Linked DNA regions of Macaca mulatta: region 1 is linked to region 2. Evidence: chromatin contacts called from public Hi-C data. All regions are on one chromosome and are shown on one strand. The core of a region is the stretch at or near the end of the contact, and the rest is flanking DNA. Distances in the headings are between cores, read along the strand shown.

Region 1 (5,635 bases), core at 1,107-3,606, 310 kb after region 2:
CTGGAATTACAGGCGCCCACCACCACATCTGGCTAATTTTTTGTATTTTTAGTAGAGACGGGGTTTCATCATGTTGGCCACGTTGGTCTCCAACTCCTGACCTCAAGTGATCCACCCGCCTCGGTCTCCCAAAGAGCTGGGATTACAGGCATGAGTCACTGCGCCCAGCTTAATTTAAATTCTTAGGTATGGGCAACCTAATCATCAGTGGTATTCTCCTTTTCTAGTCCTCTCTACTTTTCAGCGCCCTTTCTCCCTCTGATAATTCAGGAAGGAGGCAAAATGAAACACGCGTTGGCTCTCAAACCAGAGAGACGTGAGACTGAACCTATGCCCTTGAAATGCATAGCTGTGTGGCTCTCGGAGATGCCTTTTCTCTTTCATAGAATAGTAACGATACCTACCCCACAAACTTGGGGTAAGAATTAGAGGGAAAAAATGTAAAAAGGCTGGCATACAGTAAGCATGCGACACATGTTAGCTAATATGATTACTGCCATTTCAACAAGTAGCATTGCTCTGACTTTAAAACATTTTTAAGTGCTTCCATTTGAATGAGGGAAATTTTTTTCAAGGGCATGACATTTATATGTTACCACAGAAAAGCAGCTACAGAATTTCTATCAGAAACCACTCTGCTCAAATAATGGTGTTTGGGATAAGCACTTAATAATAGTCAAGAACTAAGAAAATATAAAGGTATTATCATCATCATCATCACCACGTCCCACGTGGGACAAGGCAGTCTGATTTGTGTTCTGGATATTGGTGAGTGTGCCTTCGTGCAAGTGGACACTACATTCATAGCCCTCCCACTACCTGCCTACAGCAATGCAACACGCTGTAGAGACAACGTGCTAAAAGTTCCGCTCTACAAGAGTCATTTACACAACACTACCCAAAACACATCTGTAGTTTCAAAGCGAAGATCACTGATGAGTCTCCAAATCAAGAGAAATCTTAATACTACTGACATCTCCCACAGCGAAGAAGTAACCTCTGTTAGTAAACTTTCACAAAATGCTAATGTGTATCATTTCTACACACTTTCTATATATACTTAACTGTTGGTGGGGGCACTAAAGTTTTATTCACTATGAAGAAATGTCTTTGGCCAATTTTGCATAATTTCGCTTAAATTATAATACAAATGACCAACTTGAAATTCACCATCCTCTCGTTCAATCTCTAGCACTGATGCTAAAAAGTAATAACACGGCCAAAACACATGAGGAAGCACGAACTTAAAGTCGCAGGCTGGTAACCTGAATTCCAAAGAATTCAGAATAAGCTGGTCCTTAAGGCGCTTGACTAGAGGTGACCGTTACTGGACGTCTTTAACCACTACAATGTGTCTCACTGGATCGGATGTTTAGCCTCTACAGCCGAATAAACCCAGTAGTCTGGAACTGAAGGGCACCGGGCAGGGGAAGGTGTAAAACCACTTCCAATGCCCCTCGTTTCCTTGTCCAGAGTCTGAGCCGCCTCCCCAAGAGGCCGCACACGCAGGGCCCTGGGGAGGGGTGTGTAACGCATTCACCCTGTCACGCAGGTCCTGCACACAGGCCAGGACGCTGCGCAGGGACCCGAGGCTCCGAGGCCTGACGCCTCCCTCTGCCACCGACAGCCATGGACGAACGCGCCTCCGCGGGCCGGGAGGGTGCACCCGCGCCGGGGCCCCCAGGAGACGGGAAGCGAACTCAACTCGGCCGGGCCAGCCCACCCGGAAGCCCTCCCCCAGCTCACACCTGCTGGCGCGTGACGCCCGGAGCCGCGCGCGCGCCCGCCCGTGCCTCCCCGGCCGTTCGGGGCGCTCGGCCCGCGCGCCGGACGTCGCCCCGAATCCCTCCCGGCCCCTAGACTCAAATCTCGGCGGCTCCCGCTCCCGTGGAGCGCGCGCTCAGCGCCGCCGGCCACACCGGCCCCGCGCGCGCTCACGCCCCCTCCCCGGCCCGCTCCCCGCCCCACGCGCGCTCCCTCGCGAGGACACGCACACGCCGCGCCTCCGCTCACCGCCCCGGGCCGCGCCGCGCGCCCCCGGGGGCGTCCTCGCCGACCCCGGCCGCCCCGCTCCGTCCTGGCAGGGCGCGGGGGAGGGGAAGGACGGCGCGGCCGCCGCACCTCACTCACCCCCGAGCCGTGCCGGCTCCAAGTACGCGGCGTTCCGCTGTGAAGCGAGGCGCGCAGTCCTCGCTTCTCCGCAGACTATGGAGGCGACGTCGTAGGGGGACTGAGGGTCGCGGGGGTCACTCCCTCCCGTTTCGCCTTGCAGAAGCACGGGGACCCCAGAAACTAAAAACAAAATAAACAAACTTTCCCCTCCGCATCCCTCCCCCAAAACCACAACACAAACACTCGGGGGCCCGCCCAGAGCCCCACTCCATTGGCCGCAGGGAGGATGCTTCCGGCTCTCACTGGCTGGCTTTTGTGCCCGTCAAGCTGTCGTTCCGCCCCTCCAATTCCTCGTTGCTGCCTTAGCCCCTCATTGGTTAAGTGCTTCCCGTTTAACGAGCTAGGATTGGCTGAGCTGCCTGAGCCAATCATGCGGGGACACACCCCCTCAGCATCCCAGAGGCCGCTTCCTCGGTCGAGGACCCAAAGAGACTCAGGGGAAACTAGAGCATGATGGCCGCCGAGCTCGCTTGGCGCAACCATGGTCTTTTTTCTTTTTATTTTTAGCTAGTTAGTGCCTTGCCTCGGCGCTGTTTCCCTAAGCTCGTCTTTCCATCCAGTACTGCCCTATAACGGAATCTATACGTGCCGGCTCCTTGATTTATCCCCTCCGAAGTGCTGAGTGTGGGCTGGTTGTGTGTCATTGGACTGTCAGGATGTCACTCCCCAGTCAAATCTTCAAGCTATTGGTGGAACAGCAAGAAAGCCCGTCCAACAACAAGAGCTAATACCATTGGTTTGACTCCACTGTGTTATTTCCTGGCACCTTATTGGGCAAATAGGTGCGTCAGATCCGGATTCGCTCTGCTACGGTTAATTGTTTACTGGGGATTTGGGGTCAACTCCAGTTGTTTGGCCAGTAGTTGACGATAATAGTGACTCCCATGTATTGCATGCCTATTTTGTGCCAAGTACTGGACTGCTTTCTTCACAAACATTATCTGGTTAAACCTGGGAGTAATGCAGTATCCAGTTTTTATAGATGGGAAATTAAGGCTGGCGAGAGCTTAGAAAACTTGCCCAAGGTCATCCAGATACAAAGTAATTGATGAGCCTGGCATCTGGTCCTGGGTCAAACTCCAGAGACGTCACTCTTTTTTATTATGCGTTAGTGCCTCCACCTTAGACGATATACTGTCAGTCAACCCAGCATCTTAAAAACTTTCATTTGGAACTCAAAAAGTCTTCAGTTTCTGGAAGTGACTTTTTTGGGGACTTACTATGGAGAGGTTGTCATTGCCTCCACCACATCCTCCTCCCCAGGACCCATTCCTCTCCCCTTTAAGTTAAAGTAGACATTTCTGCCATCCTTTTATGTGAAGCCTCCCCCCCCCCACTCACAACCCCTGACCAACCATCTACAACTCATTCTTTGGAGAGAGTCCTCAAGAGCTGGAAAACTAGGAGAAATCAAGTCTAAAGAGAGAGACAGAACAAATCGTCTTAGAAATGAATAATTTATTGCATGCAAAGAGAACAGCCCTTCAGCTCCTGGAAGTCTTCCAGGATAGTTGATGCTGAGCAAGACGTGTGCTCCTGGCTGGTGGCCACTGGGTTCTTTCTCTGGAGCAGCTTTCATCGAAGTGAATCCAACATTTCAGCCAGAGGAGGGCAGGATGCTTAGGACCCATTGCCAGAGTGCCAGCCGTGAGCTTTTGGGACCGAAATGATCTCCAGGAGCACAACGCTGGACTCTAGCCCACATTCCATCTCGGATAATTAACATTTTACCGTCCCAAATCCCCATCCCCTGTAGCTTCAGTGGGATCACCGCCCTTGTTTCGCTTCCTGATCCAAGCTGTTGTGTAACCTCCCAGGCACTGCTTTAATAATAAAACAACCATTGTAACATAGTAACGATGCTCAACACTTAGAGCCTTTCAGCAAATGAAGCCAAGGTATTTCATAAAAGTCCATTAAGAGTAAGTGGCATGTATTCCTAGGGCCAATGCAAGAAAGACAGAAGAAAGATCATGCGTCAAATTCTAATACAGGTCGTAAGAACGTGAATCTGTACAGTTGTATGCACATACCCCATATTAGCCTTCCAGTATGGGGATTCTGAACTCAAAAACACAGTGAATGAGAAACATTCAGAATCTAAAACCTTCCTAACCTTCAAAGTTGGTTGCTTGGACCCCTATTTTAACTTGGTACTTGACTTTCTGGGTAATTGTTTGATACATTTCAGTTGTAAGTACCTTGAAGCAGATGGTTTCTTTTTCATCTTTGTGTCCTTCACATTGTTCTGATGGTAAAAGGCCCCCAAATAAATAATTATTCCGTAAATGTTTAGTGAGCATGTCAGGCACTTTTACTAAGTTACAAAGGCTACACAGATGAGTAATAGACTCTTCCTTCAAGGACCTCAGTTTAGTAGGGGTGTCCAGCAGATAAGCAGATAACCATGGTGCAGTGCTGTGAGAAGGTGCCCTGGAAGCAAATGGTAGGGACATGGGACTCCATCTCGGAGGGACAGAAATGGCTTCCTGGAAGAAGTGACATCTACAGAGAGAACTAAAGAATGAGTTACGGTTAGCTAGGCAAGAGACTGGTGATGTGTGGTGACCTACAACATTTGCTGTCTGGTGGCAGGGAGCAGAATGGGAATATCCAGAGATGGCCAAAGCCTGCTCTTCTTAGAATCTTTGTCTATAAAGGCTTCAGCTATTTGTCATTGTGCCACCTCATTGTGCCTTCCCTCCCAGAGACAAAGCAAATGCCTGAAACCTTCTTGTATTTGTCCCCTTGAGAATAGGAAAATAATTTCCAAATAAGATGGCTGTTTTTCTGATCATAAAAGTAACATTGAGGCCAGGCACATTGGCTCACGCTTGTAATCCTAGCACTTTGAGAGGCCAAGGCGGGGAGGACTGCTTGAGGCCAGGAGTTTGAGACTAGCTTGGGCAACACAGGCAGAGCCCATTTCTACAAAAAGAAAGAAAAGTAATAGTTGGGCATGGCAGCCTGCGCCTATAGTCCCAGCTACTCGGGAGGCTGAGATGCGAGGATTGCTTGAGCCTGGAGTTCAAGGCTGCAGTGAGCCACACGACCACTCTAGCCTGGGCAACAGAGCAAGACTCTGTCTCAAAAAAAAAAAAAAAGTTACATTGAGTAAATATTATTTTAACTCAATATAATATTCTATATTTTAGACAATATAGAAAGTTATAAAGTAAAAGCCTCCCATAATGTATTACATGCAGACACCGTTAAGGACCCTATCTTCCCAGACTCTTTTATGAATAGGCCCACAGATGAGTTTCTTCTTCCAACAAATAGTGGGATGTGGTTCAGGGGCTTTTCTGGGCTCTGACAGCTCTCATCACCCAGAACTGTGGCTTTGGATGGAACCTGCCCTTGCTTTCTATACTTATAGGAAGGAAGCCAATCTGTCAATCAAATAATTATTGTGAAGAAGATGGGTTTCAATTCTTGTCACAGCCAATGACAGGACTTTTGG
Region 2 (5,743 bases), core at 2,429-4,928:
TTTGGGAGGCTAAGGTGGGCGGATCATGAGGTCAGGAGATCGAGATCATCCTGGCTAACAGGGTGAAACCCGCCGTCTCTACTAAAAAAATACAAAAAAATTAGCCGGGCGTGGTGGTGGGTGCCTGTAGTCCCAGCTACTTGGGAGGCTGAGGCAGGAGGATGGCGTGAACCTGGGAGGTGGAGCCTGCAGTGAGCCGAGATCCCGCCACTGCACTCCAGCCTGGGCGGCAGAGGGAGACTGTCTCAAAAAAAAAAAAAAAAAACAACACAAATTTATAGTTTCACTTCCTAAACTGGACAACATCAAATAAAATTGACAAATACATTCTAGAGACTGAGTTTTAAGTATAAACAACACGGGCACCTACAGTATTGTCTCCAACATAGCAAGAAGTGGCACCAAGGTGAATAATGCCTGCAGCTTTTGGACAGCAGTGGCCAAACGTGTGCACGTGAGCCATCACATCATGTCGTAATCGTTTCTCTTCCTCAGCTGCCATCTTGAAGTCGATGTTGTCCAGGTTTGATTTCATCTCCTGGATTTGTTCATCTGTGATAGGCAAACCCAATGTCTGCAGAATAGGCAAAATAAAATAAAATAGACTCAGTGTCACAGTTATTTGAATGAAGTGACACCAAGGAAAAAAACTGATTCATGTTAGCAGCAATACCCTATCTCCCAACCCTTAAATTAAAATTTAAGGCAACCGAGTTGAAAGTCCACTGGCCGGGGGTAGTGGGGTCGAGGGGTGGTGGGAGAGACCTTCTCAATGAACCATGGGAAAGTATACTCTAAGAAAGCTCCGAGAAATAAAACAACAACATAATCCTGCTCTTGACTGTTCCTTCTGCCCAAGACCTCTGCTTGGTTCACTCCCTCACACATTCTGGTCTCTGGAATCAAATGTCATCTCCTCAGAGAGGTCTTCCCTGACTTCAGTGTAAAACACCCTCTGTGTCACTCTCTATCCCTGGCCTGGTTTTATTTACAGCACTTAAAAACCACATGACATTTTTTACATATTTATTAACCTGTCATTTCCCTCTAGAATGAATACTTCTTGAGGAGCTTTGTTTTATTCATTGCTTAATCCTTAGTGCTTGGCATGGTGGTGGCCATGTTACTTAGATGGATTTACTTTGAGAAACCAAATTTAAGAATTCTGTAAGTAGTTTTGCCAGGAAATTATGTACAGCAAATGAGTGCAACTGAAAGCAATTTCAGGAGATACTGATGAGAAAATAAACACGTCAATGTCTTACATTCATCCATCACTGGAAAAATTAGGCTGCAGAAAACAGCTGGCAGCCCACAGGCAACTCGGAACTTGGATCCAAGGGTTGAATATAAACAGTGGTGAAACTGATTTAAACCTCACTTGAAACTTGCAAACAGTGACTCGGGGAAGGATCTTACATCTTAGACCTCTTTTATCTAAGAGAGGAGCTACTAGCCAGATATGGCTATTTAATTTAATTTGATTAATTAAAAAGTATTGGAAAATATTTATAAGTAAAAAGTCAGGCCAGGTATGGTGGCTCACATCTTTGGGAGGTCAAGGCGGGTGAATCGCTTGAGTCCAGAAGTTCTAGACCACACTGGAAAACATAGTGAGACCCGTCTCTACAAAAAAAAAAAAACAACACAAAAATTTGCCAGCCATGGTGGCGTGCACCTCTAGTTCCAGCTTGGGAGGCTGAGGTGGGAGGACAGCTTGAGCCCAGGACGCAGAGGTTGCAATGAGCCGAGATTGTGCCACTGCACTCCAGCCTGGGCAACACAGCCAGACACAGTCTCAGAAACTAAACAAAAACAAATAAAAGCAAAAAGTCAGTTTCTCAGTCACACTAGCTGCATTTCAAGTACTCGGCAGCCACATGTGGCAGCACTGCCTGGAACTTTACAGTCACAGAAGACAGGACACCTCTTGACTCCTTCCAAAGCAAAGCAGCAGAGGGCAGCATGGCCATACTGCTTCCTCCCCTGAAGCAATGTATCTTTTCAAAATTCATACTTTCCTTACTACGAATTTTCTGCATTCCTCCTAATCTCTTATTCTCCAAGTTTTTTCTTAGCTACTAAGTTATTATGCAATTTATGGTAAATGTGACCTAATAGATAATCCAAAGCTAAAATTGTATGCGTTTCAGGCAAACAGAGGAAAGAAGACATACTCAGACTCTACATTCCAACTCCAGCTTGAAGCCATTTACTAGCTTTGGCGACCCTGGCAAAGTCTTGAGTACCACTACCCTCATCTACAGAATGGAGTATCAGATGAAGTAGAAAGAGTACACGCTAGTACATCACAAATCACAACACATGATGAAGGTCTACTACTATCGCTATCTACACCAAGAGTTTATTAACTTGATGCTCCATTCTTTCATCTGTAAAACAGGTACAGTATTTAATACCTACTCTTCACGGTTGTTTGGAGGATTAATGAGCGATCATGTGTAAAGGGTTAAGACAGTACCTGGGTCTCAGAAGGCACTATATGAATGTCTGCTATTATTGTAGTGTATAGCCCAATATTTCGGAGGGCAGTGATAAGGGGAGGGCAGGGAATCTAGAATGAAAGTTTCCTGTTTCGAGAGTTCCATTGTACGGGTCCTAGACACAAACTCAGATTGTTTCCGTGCTTAGTGTGCCGTTTGAGAGAGCATTGCCAACTTGCTCGTTGTGGCACTTTCCTCTGAAACTTGAGGAGAAACATTATCGCTCTCTGGATCACCTTCAGTTTGCTTCAACTCTTCTGGAGCTATTTCTGAAACCGCTGGGCTAAGGAGTTCTCAAACAGCCCTTAGAAAAGAAACTATAAAACCCGTTTAATAAACCCCTACCCAGAGTCTTCTCCTCAGACGCAAAGCGCAGCCCAGTGAGGCGGAAATGGTGGCCTAGAAAACACGCATTCCAGTCTTGTCACTTGTCACTAACTGCATAACTGTGGAAGACCAAGGGGCTACGTGCTCAGCTCAGGCTCTGGACTGCACCCAGGTTCAAATCCCAGATCCGCGCCTAATAGCTGCATGGGCTAGGGCAAACAACAAGCTGTCTGGGCTTGGTGTTCTCCCCTGCAATGTAGGAAAAACACAATCAAGCCTGCAAGATCTTCACGGATTACACGAGAAAAGATGCGTGAAATAATGAGCACAACGGTACGAAACAAGCGCTCGGTGTCTGTCGTTAGCAGCGTACTCCTGCGGGGATGACCAAGGTGAATTCTCTGAAACTGCAAGCTGAATTTCTCCCAGCCGCCTCCGCGTCTCGAACCCTCTCGGACTAAGAACATGTGAGGCAACAGGTGGCGGCTCCCGGGCCACCTGCCCTTGCTTTCCTGGGGCCGCAGCTCCTCAGGACAGGGAACACCCAGCTGAAAATAGCCCGGCCGCAGCTCCGGGGTGGCTAAGCCCAGCCCGGCACAGAGCCCGGCACGTGCTGGGGCGGTCCCGTCCCTCCCGGCCCAGCCCCTCAGCCCAGGGTCCGTTACCTGCTCAGCCTCCGCCAGCCACAGCCACAGCTGCCGCCATGTCCGGAATTTATACCTGTCGCTAAACACGAAGCACATCTCCGGGCTCGCATAGCGGGAGGCAAGAGGTGAGCGGTAGCTGTCGGGCGAACCATGATCGCCTACAGCAGCCATGCCGACCCCGCGACCACGCCAGGATAGACTGGACCCGGGAAGAGCGGAAGCGGAAACCCGGAGGCCGGGGCAGGACGGGGCGGGGCGGGACTTCCTTCACGCGGTCCAGCTTTCTGGGTTCCGGGCGCGCTGGGCGCTGCCGGCTGCCGATTATCTCGGCTGCTTCTGCCTGAAAGTTGACGTGGTTCGCTTCTTTGGCCAGAAACATGATTGGTGCTTCCTACGTTACTTAGCCGCGCTGCACTTTAGTTTTCCTGTCTGTAAAAAGCTACATTAAGACTTGCCCCGGCCGGGCGCGGTGGCTCAAGCTTGTAATCCAGCACTGTGGGGGCCCCAGACGGGAGAATCGCTTGAGGCCAGCAAATCGAGACCAGCCTGGGCATCACTGGGAGACCCTCCCATCTCTTAAAAAAAAAAAAAAAAAAAGAAAAAGAAAAAAGGCCGGGCGCGGTGGCTCAAGCCTGTAATCCCAGCACTTTGGGAGGCCGAGACGGGCGGATCACGAGGTCAGGAGATCGAGACCATCCTGGCTAATACGGTGAAACCCCATCTCTACTAAAAATACAAAAAACTAGCCGGGCGAGGTGGCGGGCGCCTGTAGTCCCAGCTACTCGGGAGGCTGAGGCAGGAGAATGGCGTAAACCCGGGAGGCGGAGCTTGCAGTGAGCTGAGATCCGGCCACTGCACTCCAGCCTGGGCGACAGAGCGAGACTCCGTCTCAAAAAAAAAAAAAAAAAAGCCTGCCTTTCGGGTTGTGCGGATTCAGTGTTAGAGCGGTGTCTGGCACTCTTGGAAGGCCGTGTGTGCGCTTGCTGTTACTCTTATTGCCGTCGCCCCACCCACTCCTGCCCGCCTCGCACAGAGCTCGGCTCTAAGGAGAAATGAAGATACCCAAGGGAAATCGGCATTTACTGCGCCCCCAGTAAGCTGGATGCGGTGGCCTACGCCTGTAATCCTAGCACTTTGGGAGGCCGAGGCAGGCAGATTGCCTGAACTCAGGAGTTTGAGACCAGCCTGGGCAACACAGTGAAACCCCGTCTCTACTAAAATACAAAAAATTAGTCGGGCGTGGCGGCGTGTGCCTGTAGTCCCAGCTACTTGGGAGGCTGGGACAGGAGAATTTCTTGAACCCGGGAGGCGGAGGTTGCAGTGAGCCAAGATCGCGCCACTGCACTCCAGCCTGGGCGACAGAGCGAGACTCTGTCTCCAAAAAATAAAAAAAAATAAATAGATAGAAATAGAGACACTCAAATGGCCCTTTTGTTTTGTTATGTTTTTGACAGGGTCTTGCTATGTTGCTCGGTCTGTAGTGCCAGTGGGGTGATCATACAGGAAGGGGTTCATCTGTTAAGAGCCAGGTGTCTCAGCTGGGCACGGTGACTCACGCCTGTAATCCCAGCACTTTGGAGGCTGAGCAGGGCAGATCATTTGAGTCCAGGAGTTGGAGACCAGCTTGAGCAACATGATGAAACACGGTCTCTACAAAAAATACAAAAATTAAGTGGGCCTGGTGGTGTGCACCTGTAGTCCCAGCTACTTGGGAGGCTGAGGTGGGAGAATCACTTGAGCCCAGGATGTTGAGGGTGCAGTAAGCCATGATTGTGCCACTACAGCTTAGGCAACAGAGACCCTGTCTCAAAAACAAAACAAACAAAAAGAGCCGGGTGCCTACACCCTCTCCATCTGCACTTAACTCCTAGCTCTCTGCCTTTTACGTGAGGAATCTAAAAACACTCAAGCCAGGTGTGGTGGCTCACGCCTGTAATCCCAGCACTTTGAGAGGCTGAGGCGGGAAGATTGCTTGAGCCTAGTACTGTGCTGCTTTGAAATTTCCTGTTTGTGAGTGCCTTACTGAAATGAGACCTGTGGTGGAATTCCAATTTGAACTCCCAGTTTATTTGCTGAGAGTTAACTTCCCTTTTCCAATAGCCATAATATTTCTAGAATATTAAAAGTACAGATTAAGGGCCAGGCGCGGTGGCTCACACCTGTAATCCCAGCACTTTGGGAGGCTGAGGCAGGTGGATCACCTGAGGTCAGGAGTTCGAGACCAGTCTGGCCAACATGGTGAAACCCATCTCTACTCAAAATACA

What was found. Hi-C and Micro-C count contacts between places; a contact is called where the count stands out from the background.
Region 1: a contact with region 2 is called in a Hi-C map of fetal cortex germinal zone, with 4 times the contacts expected there. The contact joins the promoter of TNRC6B here to the promoter of ADSL in region 2. A contact is called at or near these places in 2 of 14 Hi-C or Micro-C datasets (fetal cortex germinal zone and liver).

Annotation. Positions count from the first base shown.
Region 1 is chr10:11,488,181-11,493,815 of T2T-MMU8v2.0, forward strand. It overlaps TNRC6B (trinucleotide repeat containing adaptor 6B), which reads right to left and starts at 2,357. Exons shown (of 24, transcript XM_077949599.1): 1 at 2,131-2,357.
Region 2 is chr10:11,179,890-11,185,632 of T2T-MMU8v2.0, forward strand. ADSL (adenylosuccinate lyase) reads right to left here and starts at 3,679. Exons shown (of 14, transcript XM_077949733.1): 1 at 3,497-3,679; 2 at 371-574. The coding sequence starts at 3,649.